Linked DNA regions of Sus scrofa: region 2 is linked to region 1. Evidence: chromatin contacts called from public HiChIP or PLAC-seq data. All regions are on one chromosome and are shown on one strand. Each heading gives the region's core, a stretch centred on a gene start, on an enhancer-like site or on the middle of the called end of the contact. The rest is flanking DNA. Distances are from core to core; before and after follow the strand shown. Region 1 holds the start of OTUD4 (OTU domain-containing protein 4). Region 2 holds the start of SMARCA5 (SWI/SNF-related matrix-associated actin-dependent regulator of chromatin subfamily A member 5).

What was found. HiChIP or PLAC-seq counts read pairs in DNA pulled down with a chosen protein or histone mark.
Region 2: a contact with region 1 is called in an H3K27ac HiChIP or PLAC-seq map of alveolar macrophages. The contact joins the promoter of SMARCA5 here to the promoter of OTUD4 in region 1. A contact is called at or near these places in 2 of 5 promoter capture datasets (fetal liver and liver) and 2 of 2 datasets of contacts at active chromatin or transcription factors (alveolar macrophages and skeletal muscle).

The regions. Positions count from the first base shown.
Region 1 is chr8:83,239,383-83,242,106 of Sscrofa11.1, reverse strand. It overlaps OTUD4 (OTU domain-containing protein 4), which reads right to left and starts at 1,348. Exons shown (of 21, transcript XM_021100662.1): 1 at 996-1,348. The coding sequence starts at 1,154.
Region 2 is chr8:84,223,599-84,226,298 of Sscrofa11.1, reverse strand. SMARCA5 (SWI/SNF-related matrix-associated actin-dependent regulator of chromatin subfamily A member 5) reads left to right here and starts at 1,356. Exons shown (of 24, transcript XM_003129174.5): 1 at 1,356-2,052. The coding sequence starts at 1,876.

The DNA of each region.
Region 1 (2,724 bases), core at 99-2,598:
AAATTTGGAAAACTATTTAGCATTCAAAAAAGGTGAGAGAAAGAGAACTGTAAAGACTCCGAAGGTGGGAGGAGAGGGGAAGGGAGGCGTGGATCTTAAGCCAAAGAAAAGCAAACTGTGAGAGAGGAAATACAAACCAGGGCAGTAATGTGAAACTTTTGTCCAACTATTTCAGCAGCTATTTTTTAATATAGGATGGGTTTTGGTGACTGCATACCTACCAAGTACACAGTGTTATGTAACACGGAATAAGCCCTTTTCCAGAAACACAAAAAATCAGAAATACCCTCCCAAGAACGGTGTTAGAAAGAGATTTCGACCATCAACGGGGAGAAATTCGGTTTAAGGGCCTAAAAGAACCACAGGTATATACAACCTTCCTACCACCAAGAGCGAAACACTTAAGTCAGTCATTTTTCGTATACCTACATTGCCTTACAAAGGATAATAAAGTATGGAATCTACTCAAAGACAATTCTCTTCCAACATTCTCTATTTTCCAAAGTCAGGCTTTTCCCAAACCGCACATTTCCTCCTCCTGATTCGGATGGACCTCGGCGGGCTTGGCTACCCCGCGTTCCAAAGTCCAATAACAGGAAAAAATCACGTTCCCGGAGTCAAGGCTAGTGCACCACCTCCTCTAGTCAACATTAGGTTTACTGGCGTGAACACTGCATATAAAACCAGAGCGGATGAATGCGGAACCGACGGGGGAAACAGCATTTCGCCAAGTCCCCAGCCATCAATCAAGTACACGGGCTCTCAGCAGGCCTCACCGGCTAGCCTCAACTAATTATCCTTTCGCCAGGAAGGACGACAATCAGGTTTTTAAGTTTCGATTTAAAGGTTCCAGACCCAGGGCAGCGCCTCGTTCCGGCGTGACAATGGGCCACTATGACGACAGCTGGGCCACGCGCAGCCGGGCCCGGCCGGCCTGCCGCCTCCCACCCGGCCCCGCCGCCTTCCTCCTCCCCGCCCGGCGGCCGCCACATTACCTGCTCCGCCACGGCCCGGAACAGGCACGACCCGTCCTTGGCGACCAGTTTCCGATACAAGCCCAGTTTCCGAAGATAGGCGTCCATGGGCGTCGCGTCCTCGCGGGGCCCCGCGCCGCCCTGGTCGCCGCCGTCCGGGGCGCCGACGGCCGCCTCCATGTTGCCGGTCGCGCTGCAGGCCCGGCGCGGCGCGGGCTAGCCCCACATGGCAGCGCCGCCGGCTCCTCGACGCCCGGGCCGGGGACGGGCGGCGGCTCGGGCTCGCACTCCGGCTCGGGCTCGGGTTCCGGCTGGTCGGGCGGCGGCGGCAGACGGCGGCCGGGGGCTGCGGTCCGCGCTCATAGGGAGCCCTGCCTAATGCACGGCCGGGCGCACGCGGCCGCCTCCCGAGCGACCACGCGCCCAGGGGCCAGCGGGGGGAATTCACCAACACCCGAGAGCGAGGAGTCACTTCCCTGCGGCCTCGCCGCCCGATTCAGCTACTGGGCCGGGGGTCGCAGCCCGGCCTCCGGGAGGAAACCTCCGCCCCCCGAGCGCGCGGGCCGGATCAGGTGAAGCAAGGCCCGCGGTCCCCGCACAGCCCCCACACCAGGAGCCCAGGAAGCCGAAAGAGAAAGACGCGGCCTTTCGTCTCCCCACCTCGCAGGAGGGCGCCGGAGGGGCGGGGAGCGGGCGGGGGCGCCGGGTGGAGGGCAGCACCCTCGCAGCCCAGAATTTGTTTTCGCTTTCGGCCCGACAGCGGAGAGGACGGTGGGAGGTGTAGTTTACGCGGCTGCAGGAAGTCGGCCTGCGGCGGGCGGGGACGCGTGGCCGGCCTACCCCTGGGAGGCGCCCGCGAGGCACGCGGACTACAAGTCCCTACAGCGCGGGGCCCAAGCCGCCGCCGCCCGGAGCCGGCTTCGCGCTTTCCCCGCACAGCGTCCGCGAGCAGGCCGAGGGTCTCAGCTAGCAGACGCGCCGCGACCTGCGCGCGCTGCCCCGCCCGCCATCCACCCACTGCGCCGCGGGGCCGCGGGAAGTGCGCGCGCCCTGCGTGCGTGGAGTTGCCTGGGACACCGAGGCCGCTGGGTCGGCCCTTTGTGTATTTGCAAACAGAGGGCGCACCTGTCTGCTCCCCTCCCCCTGGCCTCGGCTCCTGGCGTTTCCATGGAGGTGGCTTTAAGGGCTTAAGCAGAAAATAGAGCTAATTGGCGAAGGCTCCTGGAACCGACACCTTGCGGGGCGACACAGACTGTCCATAAATCAACCGTAGACTGCTGATTCCTCTTAGAGGGTAGAAGTACTGCTCAAGCACCGTGGCAGAATGATGCCTTTGCCACAGACCTTGTGGTTCCCCCTCCCCCTCCAGCACAAAGATATGTCGCTGGTCGGAAAAAGAGATTTTCTATTAAAAATTCATCTTGTAATTGTTTAATAAAGTGCTGGACCTGCCCTGGATTCCAGTGCTTGCTGGAACCCAGGGGAAGTTTTAAGCTTGTTGGATCTTCCCGCTCAACTTCCTACCCTCCGAAATTGAATGACTATTTATGCTTTAGAACCCAGAATTTATCCAGCATGTTTTTGTGACACCAGAATTTCATTTACTGAAGAGCATCTGGTGTCCTAATCATTTAAGCACGTGGTTAATCATAAAATCCACACCAGCGGTAAAGCCACGATGCAGCCGGGCGGGGCTGGAGGAACTAAAGGATTATTGTAGGTTTAGACGTGGTCACACTCTTTGCAATGG
Region 2 (2,700 bases), core at 107-2,606, 980 kb before region 1:
GCCCTAAAAAGCAAAAAAATAAAATAAAATAAATAATAATACACAAACTCATTTTAGAAAAATAAAAAAAGAGAAACAAAAATGAATTAGGTAATATACATCAACAACAATCACTTTCAATAATTTTAGGACTATCCTTCCAAAGTTTTATCTATATTTTTGAACTGTTAAAATTTTTTAGTTACTACTATATAATAAACTTTTTTCTACAGTCTGGTTGTTACAAGTTAATAATAATTCACTTTGTGGTATACAACAGTTTTAAAATCAAACTTTCAATGTTGGACTATATTGTGCTAGCATTTCTCAAGTACATATAAAGACGATGATGATCATCATTTATATAGTTTTCTTTTTATCTATCCTTGGGGGTTCCCTAGAGTCTCAGACAGGGCATTTCTAATAGGCTGGGGAACATTCTTCCAGATCTCAAAGAATTATCATTGAATTGGTTAAAAGTTTGCAGGTTAAATATTCAAAGGAAATCCCTTCTGTTTGTAATTCAGCATAGTCAATGGTTTGGTCAAACCTTGACTCTTGACAAGTTTGTCTCCTTTATTCAATACGTACTAATAGAATATTGGATATGGGGATATAAAGATGAGTAAGAGCCTATGCAGGGCAAATAACAATTTAGTGCAGTATGCAGATTTGCTGTCAAATAGAACACCATGTGCTTAAATTCTGCAGTAGGTGGATGCAAAAGGCTGTGTTGAACATAGCGTAAAGCAATGTACAAACCAGTGATTACTTGTAACACTTTTTTAGAAGAATGTCTGTTTTTATTTAATATTTGGTGGTTGAGGAAAAGATATAACCTATTACCTCTCTTTCTTATCTGCTAATTACTCTTGTTTCTCACATGGTGGTTGGCGCAGTTTGCTTACTTTTAGCATGTAAACTTAGAGGAAATATCGTCTAACTCTACCGAAGAAGGAATTTAGAAATGATCAATCATATAGCTAACATAAGGATGACAAAACAAACAAAAATCACACTAACAGGCACTCTTCTTAGACAACAAAACAGTGAGACGTCAACTGGGAAAACCGTATCATTGTCAACTCTGTGGCGTCACGCCAATAAGCGGAGGCGGTAAAAGAGAGGCCTGCAGAAGCCTCTACGCTGCAGCAGGCGGCGCAAGACCCGGGCAATTTTTCGAGCAGCGCTGGGATTACTGCCAAGCTGGGGAAGCACAGCGACCCGGCACAGCGAGCCGTTAAGAACGACTGTAAGACTGCGGTGGCGTCACGCCCGGAAACCGACGCACAAACTTACGTCTCCGAGCCCTCCTTTGAGGCCCCGCCCACTCATCGCCCTAGAGCCCGTAGGGGCACAGGGGGCGTGGCCAAGAGCTTGGAGTAGAGAATGCGCATGCGTACTTTGAAACCCCGGTCTCTTAGCTAACTATCAATCTCGCGAGTGTTGAAAGTCGGTGGCGTAGGTAGTAGACCTGGATGCTGGCGAGATACCTGATATCTACCAGAGGAAGAAGAGGAGGCGGCTAGGCTAGTTCCTGGTCTTGGTCCTTCTTGCTTTCCTTTCTTTTTCCCCCAACTCTCCGCCCTCCTGTAAATCGGCCTGCCTTCTCTGACCTCAGTGACCCGGGTGGCCCCGCCCACCCTCGTCGACGTGATTCCCGCCGTGAGGTAAAGCGCCGGTCGAACCCAGAGCCGGGAGGAAGAGGAGGACAGCTAGAGGGGGAGGCTCCTGGGCCTGGCTTGGGCTCGTCGCCGAGCTGCGGAGAGGAAGCATTCGGGTGGTCCTTCCGCTCCTCCATCGGCTCACTGCGACGTAGCCACCCAGGCCTAGGCCTCCTCCTCATCCCTGCTGGGCCGGGCCTCTGGCAGCAGCGGGTGACGCAGACGGAACATCATGTCGTCCGCGGCCGACCCTCCGCCACCCCCGCCTCCCGAGAGCGCGCCTTCCAAGCCCGCATCCTCCGCCGCCTGTAGCGGGAGCAACAACAGCAACAAAGGCGGCCCCGAGGGCTTCGGCGTCCCGGCGGCTCCCTCCGCGGCCGGCGCCGGCCCCACGGACTCCGAGATGGAGGTAAGGACGGCCTGTGGCATGGGGAGAGGGCGGGATAGGGAGGAGGAACTGGTTCCCTCTGCTGTGTATTGGTGATAAAACGCGAAGCCGAACTTCACTCCTCTGCACCCAAACTCGGCCTCAGACCCTTGGATGATCCGAAATGATGCTCTCCCTTGCGCCCTTCTGCTTACCTATGCAAGTAGACTCAGCTGGGTCTCTGGCACCTCATATTTGCGTTATTTGTCTCTTTCGCGAACCTTGCCAAATCCTCAAACGCTCTTATTAGACACATGTTCTTGATTACTGAGGCCGAGACGGATCTGCCGACTTTTTTTTTTAAGTGAGGCTCCCATAATTCCCTCGCCCATCTCTGAATCTCGATTTTAGTTTCCACTAAACCTGGGGGGAGGGGGAGGGAGATTTCCCTTTAGGAACGAGGGTAGACGGACGGGGTGGGGAAGGCATTTAAAAGCAGCGCATCCGAGGATTTGGGCCTCCTTTTCTTCATCCCGGTCCTTGCGGGGGCGGTATCTGTTCTGGGCAGAAACAATGGCGAGAGCTGGATGGCTGAGGGCGCAGTGGGGATAAGCGGGGCGCAGCTGCTCCTGTGAAGGGAGAGGAGGCTCCTCCCAGGCGCTGTTCCATTGGGAGGGAAGCGACCAAGGC